2 separate regions of the Sus scrofa genome follow, and region 1 is linked to region 2. The links are chromatin contacts, called in public promoter capture Hi-C maps. All regions are on one chromosome and are shown on one strand. The core of a region is the stretch at or near the end of the contact, and the rest is flanking DNA. Distances in the headings are between cores, read along the strand shown.

Region 1 (6,716 bases), core at 2,681-5,180, 240 kb before region 2:
AAGTTGATATTTAATAGTTTTCATTTCTCTTAAGAGTCTTATAACGGAAAAAGTAAATAAATATAACATATGGGAGGATATATACCGAAATTATAGCGAATACTTGTTGAGCTGCTGGTGCTCTCTTTTTCTTGCTTGCTTCTCTATTTTTTGTTTGTTTGTTTTGTTTTGTTTTTTACGGCCACACCTGTGGCATATCCAAGTTCCAGGGACAGGGGTGGAACTGGAGTTGCAGCTGAGGCCTATGCCACAGACACAGCAATGCCAGATCTGTTCTTCGTCTGTGACCTACACCGCAGCTTGCGGCAGTGCCAGATCTTTTTTTTTTTTTTTTTTTTTTGTCTTTTTTTTTTGTTGTTGTTGTTGTTGTTGTTGTTGTTGCTATTTCTTGGGCCGCTCCTACGGCATATGGAGGTTCCCAGGCTAGGGGTTGAATCGGAGCTGTAGCCACCGGCCTACACCAGAGCCACAGCAACGCGGGATCCGAGCCGCGTCTGCAACCTACACCACAGCTCAGGGCAACGCCGGATCGTTAACCCACTGAGCAAGGGCAGGGACCGAACCCGCAACCTCATGGTTCCTAGTCAGATTCGTTAACCACAGCGCCACGACGGGAACTCTGCAGTGCCAGATCTTTAACCAATTCAGGGAGGCCAGGAAAGGAACACACATCCTCACGACCACTACATTGGGTTCTGAACCTGCTGAGCCACAATGGGAACTCCAACTTCTCTGTTTTGTGTTTTCTTTTTTCATTTATTAAAAACGACAACAACTTATGCAGCATGTACATGCAGGGATCAGACAGCTGGAAGGGATGACCCCACCATTCCCATCTCAGTTCCAAATTTTGATGCCACCCCATTTCTTCTGGGTTCACCAGCCAGTGTAGACTTGATGTCATTAGGTTGGGGGCCCTATAAGGCTACTGCTGTGTTTTTATTTTTTCTCCTCCTGCCATTTCTAAATTTTCAAGATTTCCCAGCCAGGCCTAGGTCTCACCATATCTTGTCTTTCCTCGATTTTAAAACCACCAGACAAAGATTTGAATCCAGGTTCTTTACTTATTGGCTAAGTGACTTTGAAGAAGCTTCTTAACTTCTCTGAACTGCAATTTTGTCATCTGTAAAATGGGAGCAATAACACCCACAGGGAGGAGGTCGTAAGGATTTGGCAAGATAATGTTAAAAGGGCTGGCACATAATAGAGGCTCAAAAGGTAATTGCTATTAATAAAAGTAGTCCTGGGAAGCACTGGAGGCTGTTCTAGGCTGTTCACGGGCAGAATTGTACTATCCTTAAGAGCTCTGGGAGTTCCCTTCATGGCGCAGCGGAAACTAATCCAACTAGGAACCATGAGGTAGCAGGTTCGATCCCTGGCCTTGCTCAGTGGGTTAAGGATCCAGCATTGCCATGAGCTGTGGTGTAGGTCGCAGATGCGGCTTGGATCTGGTGTTGCTGTGGCTGTGGTATAGGTCAGCAGAAACAGACCCTAGTCTGGGAACCTCCAAATGCCGTGGGTGCGGCCCTAAAAAGACAAAAAGAAAATAGAGAGAGAAAAAAAAAAAAAAAAAAAAAAGAACTCCGGCTCTGGTCTCTAAAGAACCCAGTTAAAGTCCTTGCTTTCTCTGCCTGGGCTTCCTCATTTGTGAAATATGCATAATAATAGAACTTATCCTAACAGTGATTCTCCAGCTGTTATACAGGGATCCTAACAGTCCCCAAGACCCTTCCTGGGGTCCTCAAGGTCAAATCTACTTTGGTAATAGGGCTAAAACAGTACCTGCCCTTTTCATTCGTATTCTTTCTCAAGTATACAGTAGATTTCCAAAGCCTACATGACATGTCATGTGTTATTGCTCTGATGGCTAATGGAAAGTGTGTTTGTAAATTCCCATGCTTTGGGGTTTTTTTCAGTTGAATTTCTAATAAATATCAAGATGTATATAACTTACATAAACAAAAGCTCTTTGGGGTCCTTAATAATTTGAAGGGTCTAAAGGGGGCCTGAGACAAAACATTCCGAGAATCAATGCCTGTTAGGGTTGTTGTAAAGATTAAGAACTGTACACCTGAAACTAAAACAATATCGTACATCAGCTATACTTCAGTTTGAAAAAAGATTAACCAGCAATTGGCAAAGGCACACAAAGCACTCAATAAGCACTACTCCTATAATTATTGATTCCAGAGCTCCTGAATCACATCAGGTAAGTGTCTGCCTCCTCCACCTACACGTGAAGCAAACTGAAATCGTAGCTCTTAATGCAAAAGTCACCCTTGTTTAATCCCCTGCTGTCTGCTTATATAGGGAAGGTCCGGCCCATGCTAAACTCTGAACAATTTAAAGACACTGCAGCACATCAGATGCCCCCACAGTGTCCAAGAGATACAAGTGGCCTGAAGACATGAAAGCTCAATGGACGGTCCAGAGGGTCTACCCGGTGTGGCTCATGCCTGACCCTTCCATCCTATTATCCGCTCGCCCAACCAAAAGAAGACGGTAGTGAGGGGGGGACAGAGGAAACATGGCTTATAGAAATCCCTTCTAAGTGGATGACCAGCAAAAGGAGGTGCAGCCTCAGAACAGATACAACTTTCTTAAGGTTTCAGTAACTTCCATGGAAACAGGGAACTGTAGTTATGGGGGGGGGGCGTAGGGAAGCAGTGGAATGACCTGGAAGAGTCAAGAGTAAGCAATATAAAAATATTATAGTTGGTGGGATTGTTTTCTTTTTCTTTCTCTCTTCATGCACATCCTTGAGGGAAGAGGAAAAAAACTCAGCATCCCTAAATTCTGATATTGACAGCAAGCACATTAGGATGTTAGACAGTAGATATGGAATGAGTTTGAGAAAGATGCGATAGCATCTGGATCATAGTCACCCAGGAAGTTCTTAATAAATCCTTTAAGAACCTGGGCAGTTTGCCTCTCAGATCTGAGAGCATTAGGAAAAGAGACCTCCTTCAAAGCCAGTACCTGGTTTCCTGCACCGTTAACAAACAACCCTGCATCAGCAATAACGGAACAAACAGGTGCAAGCCAGTAGAAAGTTTTGCATATGAGCTATTTTTATTTTTATTGTAAAAATTTCTGGGAACCCAAAGAACAGGTTCTGGTGGAGAAATTGGAGCCCTAAAGGGAGACCCTGAGAAAGCCTTTCAGCTGCTTTCTTCTCCTCAGCCTCAGAAACGAAAATGCCAAAAGGTCAACCAATGCGTTGACCACGCAGTCAGCCCGGGAGCCAGCCATTTTCACCCCGTCTCCGTCCTCGCCTCCAGCCACTCCGCCGCACACGGCCACCTGTTGCTGTCCTAGCGCCCAGAGCCGAGTCGCAAGCCGCCGCTAGAGTTCGTTCTAATTCCCCCCAAGCTAAGGCTGGCCGGGAAGCCCCGACGCTCCGCGCCTGCTAATCCTCAGCGCGGGCGGGGACTCCGCGGAGCCTCCCAGCCCCAGGCTCCCTTTGTCTTCTTGCTGCTCTCAAAATGTCAAAAGTAGACCCCAGACAGCATCCCCTTGGCCCCCGCTCGCCCAGTGCGCGCTCGCACTCAGCACACACTTGGGAGATGCTGACGCGTCGAGATGCCCACCGAGGAGAAACTGGTCCACCTGGCAGGGACAGGCGGCGCAGACAGGTTCTGTGAAATGCCAAAGCGTCCCCTGAATCCCAAATCCCTTGGAGCCCTTAGCTGAACACTGCAGCTGAAGCGCCGCGCCCAAAACGCGAGTTCACGGTTCCCGAGGCCGCGGGCGGAGGGCAGCGAGATTCTGACCTGCCTTTGCTCTAAGCCGCCCGAGGGGATCCAGGGGGCGGCGGCGGTTAGGGATGCCCTCCCGCCGGGAAGGCCAGAGTCCCAGTTTCGAAAGTGACCCGCCTCGCTTCCGAGGGACTTCCCTGCCAGCGCCGCAGGGGTGTGCATTTCTCCGAAGTCTGAGAATCCCAGCGAGCGCTGGCCCGACAAGAGTTTAAGTCAGCTCCCAGGGCGTCTGTTTGTTTATTGGCTCTTAGGAAAAAAAGTTTGAGGATGTTTAACCAACCTCAGACCTGGCGCAAGCGGAAATCTCAGAATCTCTTCAGCAAAAGTCATCTAATTTCGAGTCGTTATATAAGTGGGGGCTCTTCCTTACCCTCCCTACTCCGAGCCCTCTTATTACTACTCCAGGAGTTAAATGTGTCTCGCTTTAAAAAAGAAAAAAAAAATTTTTTTAAGTTGTTATTATTTCCCTGAGTCCTAGGGCGGGAGAAAGCGCAGGCAGCGCCCTGGGCTTGCGGCGGCCCCACCCGCGCGCTGCCGTTTGCTCTGCAGGAGGGACGCGGGGTCCCGGGTGCCGCCCGCTCAGCGAGCAGCCGCGCCCAGCGGTCCCTCCGTCGGCCACTCCACGTGGTTAGGATCAACAGTTTGTCGAGCTCATCAGTGACACCTTGAACTTTTCATAAAGAAAATGGGTATTGCACCAGGAGGGTTTGGCCGCGGCCGCCGCGCCGGGTCGTGCTTAATATTCAATGATCTCGCTCGCGCCTCCCCCTCCTCCCCTCGCAGAAATTCCACCGAGTCCGTTACTGGGCTCAGACTTTTAAGTTAATTTACTGCCCACCCCCCAACCTTGGCTAGTAACCAGCGCCTTTAGGGTTGGCCTCCCCCCCAGCTCTCGCCTGAAAATGACATTTCGCCGGCGTCTCCGGAGGGGGCTGAATTTCACTTTGTAACTTTCTGCGGAACCCGAGCCCGGGTGGCAGCTCGGGTGGTGGTATCGTATGCAAATACGCATGCTGACGTTACAGATCATGTGGGTTTTGGCGTAGATTCCCCACTGATCGAGACATTTTTTTCCCCTTTTTTTTTCCTTCTTTTTTTTTTTTTTCTTTTAAAAATTTTGGCCACTGTTCTCCGTACGGGGGCTTCTTCTGTCTGTCTGTCTGGCAGGCTGGCTTTCCCCCTCTTTCCCACGGAGCCCGAGCCGGGCGCCCGGTGAGGAGTGGGGAGTGGGTGGGGGGAGCCAGCAGAGTTCCATTTTGGAACGCCCGTGCCGCGTCTCCACGTTCCCAGCCCGGGTCCCCGCGTTCCCAGCCCCGGCGCAGGTAAGAAACTTCGCCCCGGCGCGGAGCACCCCCCGCCCGGCGCGGCCGGCCCCGAGCCCCGCACGCCGGGCACCGGCCACTCCAGCCCAACTTTCCCACCGCCGCCGCCGCCGCCGCGGCTCCCGAAAATGTGTTGTTAATGGGACTTGGCCGGGTTTGTGATTGGAAGGGGGGCGCGGAAGGGGGGGTGGGGTGCAGGCTCTTTTTTGCGGGTGGGAGGAAATCAGAGGATCCAGAGGCGGGGGGAGATTTTTTTTTAAAGAGTTTTGATTACAAGTTTGGATAAATGGGAGGCAGACCGAGGAGGAGGAGGAGGAGGAAAAACATGTCTACGTTTCCCTATGTCGACATAAGCCACAAAAAAATATGGCGTCCGCTTTCGACAGGGCGTTACGTAGACCCGACTCTGTTTTTATTTATTTATTTCGTGGCCGGCTCCCTCCCTTCTTGGCCAAACTGCGGCGCTTTGTGCGAACGGGGCCGGTCCCACGGGGACTCCACCGGGACGTGGCCCCGGCTCCGCGGGTTCGGGCAGGCGGGGGGCTGCGTGTGTGTGCTCCCCTCCCTCCCTCCCCCGCTCTCCCCTCTTCTCCCCTCTCCCGGTGACGATTCGCCGTACTGTGGTGGCAGGAAGCATGACGCCGTGGGTTGAGGCTGCCTCTCCTCTCCTGGTGGCTGCAGGCAGCGGGCGCGCGGCGCGGGCGGGGAGCCGAGCTACCTGCCGCGGGCCGAGCCGCAGCGCGGCGCTGTCCCCACGCCCCGCTCAGGTGCCGGGGAACCCGCGTGGCGAGGGCCTGGGGGGCGGGGCGGGGGGAGCCGCGGGGCCCCCGCTGTCCTCCGCCCGCGGCCCGCCTCTGCCCGCCCAAGCCCACGGTCGCCCCCCGGCAGGGCAGCTGGCGCTCTTCGTCTGCCCCACGAGCGGTTCATCTTTGTTGGTGTCTCGGCTGCTTTGTGGCTTCCCCAGGACTTGGGGTCCTCGCCTTTGCAAACTTGCCCCTTTCCCAGCCGCTCTGCAGGAGGCTGCGCAGACGAAGATGAGCGGAAAGTTGGAAACCAGTGAGCATCACGGAACGGTCCGCTTGGCCTCGTCGCTGTGCGGAGCTCGGGAGGCGGCGGCAGAGGAGGAGGAGGAGGAGGAGGGTGGTGTGTTAGGCTGGGGAGAAAACTTGACTGGGAAGCCAAGTCGTGATGTGCTCGGGCTTCCACCTGATGGATCAGCGTCGACGCCAGTGGGGTCTCTGCCTTCAGCTATTTGCGAGATGGCCTTTTGTTTGTCTGGGAGGTGAGGGAGGAGGAAGGTGGGGAAAGAGCCTTCCCTGGACCCCTCCCCTTTGAAAGTGTCGCTGCCCATCTTGGGCTCCAGAGATCACCAAGTCTTTTCAGGCCCTGGAGTTCTGCCCTTTCTGCTCTCTGATGATTGTCTTCTGTTTCCAAGGTAGCAGCTCCCCAAGGCTGAGGCAGGCCCAGTTGGGCAGGATTTGAGGGGCAGGAACCCCTCCACTTGATCTCTTGGGTTGCTCTGACCTCCTGCAGTTACTCTCTGAACACACACACACAGTCAGGCACACACTCTGGCTCCTTTAGGTAGAGCAGAAATTAATGCCTGTTGAAGTGACCGGGGTGAGGTTCTGAGAGC
Region 2 (6,431 bases), core at 1,679-4,178:
ATGACATCCTGAGTCCTGCTCCCTTCACCCATGCACTCTTCATATCCATTCGGCTACATCTTGTCCATTAACCCTTCATATCCATGCAGCTACAGTCTTGTCCACTCCAACGCCCAAATCTATCCACGTCCTTCTTCACAGTCATGCTGGTCCAAACCACCATCTCTCCTGCTCCCTAACTTAGCTTATGTCTCCTATCCTGTTAGCCAGCTCCCCTTTCCCCCACTTACACACCAAGTCCAGAGCAGTCAAGGCAATCTTCCAGTCCTTTCTAGTCGACAGTCTTTAAGATAAAGCTCAAACTCACAAAGCCCTATACAATCCAGCCCCAGCCTACCTTCCATCTTCAGGTTAGTGCTCTCACCCCAGCTATCGCTCTGTCTTCATCTACCAATCCTCATCCTGACAGCCGTCTAATTCTTGCTTCTAAGACTTTCACTTTCTAGTCCTTCTTCTTGGAAGATTGGCCCCAGAGCCAGGTCTACCCGAAGCTCATCATTCAGGTTTCAGTTCACATAGCTTCTCTGAGGCCTTTCTGGAACACTCTATCAAAGTCGCTCTCCGTCACATGCCTCTCTCTTGTTTTCTTCATAGGAGCTGGGACTTTTCCTGTGCTATTCACTCCTGTACCCCCAGTGCCCAGCACTGGCAAGTACTCAATTATTTCCAGGCATTCAACCAATATATAAGCACCTGCTACATGCCAAACACTATTCTAGGTAACAAAGACAGTGATAAACAAGACAAGTGGCTCTCATGGAGCTTTATTCTCTGAAGTGAGCTAACATCAAGCAGTGCTATGTAGCAAGAAAAATTAAGGGAGGCAGAGTGAAGAAGGGGTACATTTTCATGGAGGGCAATCAGATAAGGCCGTGCCAACAAGGTGGCAGTTGGGGTGACTTAAAGGAGGTAAGGCTTGTAAACCACAGCTGTCTTCCTCAAGCTGGAAAACAACATGTGCAAAGGCCCTGAGGAGGGATGGAGTGAGGTGCTGAAGAAACATCAAGGATTCCACTGTGGAGCCTAATATATACAAGATGGAGAACAGTAGGAGATGAGGTCCGAGAAGCAGCAGGGGGCCTTGCAGGCCACTGAAAAGACTTGGGCTTCACTGGCTGAGTTGAGAAAACATTAAAAGGTTCTGGACAGGAAGTTCCCGTGGGGCAGAGCAGATTGTTAAGGATCTGGCACTGCCGCAGCTGTGGCACAGGTTCAATCCCTGGCCTGGGAACTTCCAGATGGCTAAGGTGCAGCCAAAAAAAAAAGAGCCTCTGGGCAGAGGACTGACAGAACATGATTTATGTTCTAAGAGGATCACTCTAGCTCTGTAGAGAAAAGACTGAAAGGAACAGGGCTGGTATGACAATGGCTTGCATTGGAGAACAAAAAAGGACTGTATTCTGAATATTTACTTGAAGTAAATCTGCTAAGAGACTGTGGGATGTTTGAGACGTCAAGGATGACTCCATGACTATTAGCTTAAGCTCCTGCAATGCTGAAGTTGCTATTTACTTCAGCGAAAAGGGCATTGTTTTACACTCATGAAGTTTGATTTGTCTATTAGTCATCTCAGTGGTAATTTCAAGTCTACAGCTGGATGTACAAGTTTGGAAGTGAGACAGCTCTGGACAAAGAGGTGTATTTGTATTTGAGAATCTTCAGTTTATAGAAATTATTTAAAGCCATTAAGCTAAATGAGATCACCTACAGCTAGGGAGACTCTGAAGAGTCCTGGGGCACATCACAACATTTAAAGGTCAGGAAGGTAAGGAACCAGCAAGGGAGACTAAGAAATGGCCAGTGACGACTGCAAAGACAAAAGAGTGTTAAACAAAGTCCAAAGGATGTGTTGAAATTAATTTCTGATCTTGGTATCTGACCTGCCTCCAGGTCAGGTCTGATGAAAGATTTAAATCACAGAATCCAGTGAATAAAGATAACCTCCAGAAAACTAATATTCTCTTGTCAGGAATGTTACTCTGGGCTGTTTCCTTCATGCTTAAGAAAAAACCAAGACAAAAACAAACAGGGCCTTCCATTTCTGGAGCAATTTACTCTTTACTCAGTCCTTTATAAATTCAACTACTACCTGCCAGAGCCAAGGAGACACACAAATAAACAAACTCACTCTTCGCACCTCTGTCTTCAAATCACTCCTGCCAGGGAAGAAACGCCATCAACATACAAAAGACTCAGCTGGCTGTTGGGCAAGCCGTGGTCCACATGCCATCCACGTGGGTGGCAGAGGGAGCTCAGAGGGCCATACTCCAGGTGGCCCCAGGCTGCTAATCACTGGCCTCCGACAGACTGACAAGTATTAGACTTACCTTCCCCACTGCCGCCTTCTCTGGGTACAGAGGGCGGGGAGCACAGACTTAACAGCATGGCGAAATCGGTCCCCTTCCATTGGGCCAAACCGAGGACTCTCCACGCCTCCAGCTATCCAGGCCCAGGCTCAGACTCCTTTGCCTCCACCTTATCCCTGGGCCACAGGACCCCGCCCTAAACCCCTGGAGCCGCCGCACTACAAATCCCACCAGACACCGCGCGTCCGCAACCGGCGGGTCTACGCTCCGCCGCTGCGGGGCCACCTGGGGCCTGTAGTTTCCACTTCCCCCATCGCCGGTCAATACCTGGAAGCGATAAAGGAAGGCTTCAGGCCAGAGGAAGAAATAGGCCGGGCTGATGAGACCGAGTTTGCCGACTAAGGGCACTGCAACGGTGGCGGCGAACCAATAGCGCGTGATAGCCGGGATACTCCTGAACCAGTCCCCGATGTCCGACATCTTCGCCTCGTCGTGGCCGGGATGTGCACAGCCGTCCGACTCCCGGTCCCGGCCCCCTCCGACGCGGCCTCCTGGGTGAGTGGAAGGTGTCGAGGCGGAGCCGCCCCAGCCCCGGTGCAGAAGGCGGAGACCCGCGGACGTGGCGCCACCGAATTCGGACGAGCGAGGGAGCGTTCGGCGGCGAACTTCCCCTTCCGGAGGCCGCAGACGACGTTAACCAGAAGTCCCGCCGCTTAAAGAGCTAGCAGGTTTTTACCACTGGAAGGAAGTTCGGAGCTTGGGGGCGGGGCCAGGCGGGGCGACAACACGACTGGTGGAAAACAGTGGTTGCCGGGAGCAACGACAAATACTCCAGCCAATGGCGAGGCTGAATGCCTTCTACCGGGTTCCTGCCTGATTTATAATCCAGGTGGGTACATTTTGTAGGGTAGTCAAAGGGAAAGGAGGAGGCAAAGTACAATGTAGTTCCTCTTTGTTCATTCGTTACGCAAATGTTTATTGAGAGCTTACCAAGTGCGACATAGGGTTCTAGACACCAGAGGTGCTGCAACTAGCAGAGTCGTTGTGGTACCTTCTCTCCTGGAGCTTACATACTAACAAAAATAACAGTGAATGAACAAATAATTGAACAATTTAAAGAGATAAGGAGAAAAAGGCAAATAAATTAGGAAGATGGGGATAGAGTGACTGCGTGGGAGTGGGGAAGTGTGGGGAGAGAAATCTGCTTTAGATGGGATTGGTCAGAGAGAACTCGGAGAAAGTGACCTTTGAGCACGCACACCCCAGCCCCCTGCAAAGATATGGGGAGTTTTCCATTCAGAGGAAACAGCCGCTCTGTGCACCAAAAAAAAAAAAAAAAAAAAAAAAAAAATGTTGACGGCCATTTCAGTAAACAAAGAATGCTGCCTTCCATTCCAGTAAAGTGAATGTTGCCTGCCGTCAAGTCATCAGCCACTGCAGCCACCATTCCAGTAAAGTGAATGTTGCCTGCCGTCAAGTCATCAGCCACTGCAGCCACCCGGATGGTGCACCCTAGAGGGATTCAGGAAGGAGAAAAAGAGGATACTGGCCCAGTTAAGATGCATATCTAAGTAATAATTTCAATGAGCCAGAATCTTGCATCTTCCCTTACACAAAAAAGCGCTAAAATCATTTAGATGTCTGATTTTTGTGATTAGCTGTAATATTTTGACACGTGACTACATGGTTTGTTTGTATTCAGCCAAAAATCCTATATATTCTGACTCCTCCCTTACCTCTTCAGAGCAGGTCCTCTGAGCTACCCGAGAGGCTGGGTCTGGGGCTATAGTCCTCAGTAAATTCCTTGAATAAAACTTAACTTGCGACTTAGATTGTGTGTTTTTCTTCAGTCAGCAATTCCAACTGGCTTGGAATTTTGGAGGAACTGAAAGCAGAAATGATCATGACTATTAATCTGGTTTATTGGGTAGGACTTAAGTTACAGATAGATGAAAATCCACCTTGTTTTTACCTTCTTTTTTAATATATTATTTTCCATTATGATCTATCCCAAGAGATTGCCTATATTTCCCTGTGCTATACAGTAGGACCTCATTGCTTATCCATTCTAAATGTAATAGTTTGCATCTACTAACCCCAAACTCCTAGATCTTCCCACCCCCTCCCTTCTCCTTCTTGGCAACTGCAAGTCTCTTCTCTATGTCTGTGAGTCTGTTGCTGTTTTGTAGATAGGTTCACTTGTGCCCTATATTAGATCCTACATATAAGTGATATTGTATGGTATTTGCCTTTCTCTTTCTGACTTACTTCATTTAGTATGATAACCTCTAGGTCCATCCACATTGCTGCAAATGGCATTATTCCATTCTTTTTTATGGCTGAGTAGTATTCCATTGTGTATATGTACCAGATCTTCTTAATCCATTCATCTGTTGATGGCCATTTAGGATGCTTCCATGTCTTAGCTACTGCCAGTAGTGCTGCAATGAACATAGGGATGCATATATCTTTTTGAATTATAGTTTTGTCAAGACATATGCCCAGGAATGGGATTGCTGGATCATACAGGAATCTATTTTTAGTTTTCTGAAGAACCTCCGCATTGTTTTCCATAGTGATTGTACCTCCATCTTGTTTTTAAAAGAAATTATCGAAGGGTATGGAGTAGGACTTTTCCTGTTTTTTTCAGAAGTAGGACTGTTGGGCTGCACCCTGCAGGTCTGCAAGCCCTGTTCTTGCCCAGCTCCAAGGCTGAAGAAAGCCCAGCGACAGCAATGGTTTAATGGGTGGGGGATCGCACATGTCTGACCCAAGGTCCTGGAGTGACACCCCACCATGTGTGGCAGACAGCAGGCAGGATATGGCAGCAGTCTTTGCTACCTGGAGGAGGGGGGTGTTACCAGTTAGGGGGAATTTATGTCAAGTTGACTCATCACTTACCAGAGAAACTACCAGATGGGCACGCCCCTCACCACCTGTTTGATAAGCTATTCTGGTGGAGATGTTCTGATCTAAAGATGAGAACTGTCACTAGCCGGGGCAGGGGCAAGTATGTAGGAAGGTGAATCAGTTCAAGCAGAGGACGTATAGAGAGCAAGAGAACAGTCATCTTGAGTGGCCCGACCATGCAAGAACCTACAGTTAAAAATTGCTGAGGCCATTCAATAGTGACCCCTAGGAACACATCTAAGGTCCACAGGGTGAGGTTTATTAACTTACTGAGAGGCAAACTGCCCTCCAGAGGAACCTGAACCATCTCACCAAACAAAAGAGAATAGGGACATGATTGAATTATAAAGAAGGGTTGAGTGTTGCTAATATTTCAGTAAAGCTGTGTTTTGATATGCTCAAAGCAGAGCAGGGCTGTGTGTAAGTATTAATATCATGCTTCATCCTAAGCTGAATAGCAAACCCAGGGTTCTCTTTCTTTGGAAATCTCAAAATTAAGATAAATATGGAATGTTGGGCTGAAAACTTATCTAAAGCTTTGTACCTGGATTTAATATCCTGTGTCAAAATGACCCTTATGCCTCAAGTCCTTCAGCAAGAATGGGATGTTTCATCCACAATGATATAATTTCAAACAGCAAAGTTTCTGCCAATCTATTGTTTTAGAGAACATTTCTCAGCACCTTGTCCTTGATGTTAATTAACAAAAGCAGGAGTTCCCGTCGTGGCTCAGTGGTTAACAAATCCGACTAGGAACCATGAGGTTGCAGGTTCGATCCCTGGCCTTGCTCAGCAGGTTAAGGATCCAGCTTTGCTGTGAGCTGTGGTGTAGGTCGAAGACGTGGCTCGGATCCCACGTTGCTGTGGCTCTGGCGTAGGCCGATGGCTACGGCTCTGATTAGACCCCCTGGCCTGGGAACCTCCATATGCCGTGGGCGCGGCCATAGAAAAGGCAAAAATAAATAAATAAATAAATAACAAAAGCAGTTTCTATAGAATAGAAGGACACTATTCTATAGTCTAATAAGAATACATAATATTTAGGGACCAAATAGATTTCAAGCATAATAAATACATGAAGAAGAAAAGATCCTTGCCCCTCAATGGTTATCGCAGCCCTACTTACAAGAGCCAAGACATGGAAACAACCTAAATGTCCATCAACAGAGAATTGGATAAAGAAGATGTGGTACATATACACAATGGAATATTATT

What was found. Promoter capture Hi-C pulls out the DNA fragments that hold promoters and counts their contacts.
Region 1: a promoter capture Hi-C map of liver shows a contact between it and region 2, with 2.6 times the contacts expected there. The contact joins the promoter of ZHX2 here to the promoter of DERL1 in region 2. A contact is called at or near these places in 1 of 5 promoter capture datasets (liver), 4 of 47 Hi-C or Micro-C datasets (fetal skeletal muscle, liver and skeletal muscle) and 2 of 2 datasets of contacts at active chromatin or transcription factors (alveolar macrophages and skeletal muscle).

What each region holds. Positions count from the first base shown.
Region 1 is chr4:16,551,073-16,557,788 of Sscrofa11.1, reverse strand. ZHX2 (zinc fingers and homeoboxes protein 2) reads left to right here and starts at 3,930. Exons shown (of 5, transcript XM_021088974.1): 1 at 3,930-5,080.
Region 2 is chr4:16,306,904-16,313,334 of Sscrofa11.1, reverse strand. DERL1 (derlin 1) reads right to left here and starts at 2,928. Exons shown (of 8, transcript NM_001244479.1): 1 at 2,634-2,928. The coding sequence starts at 2,786.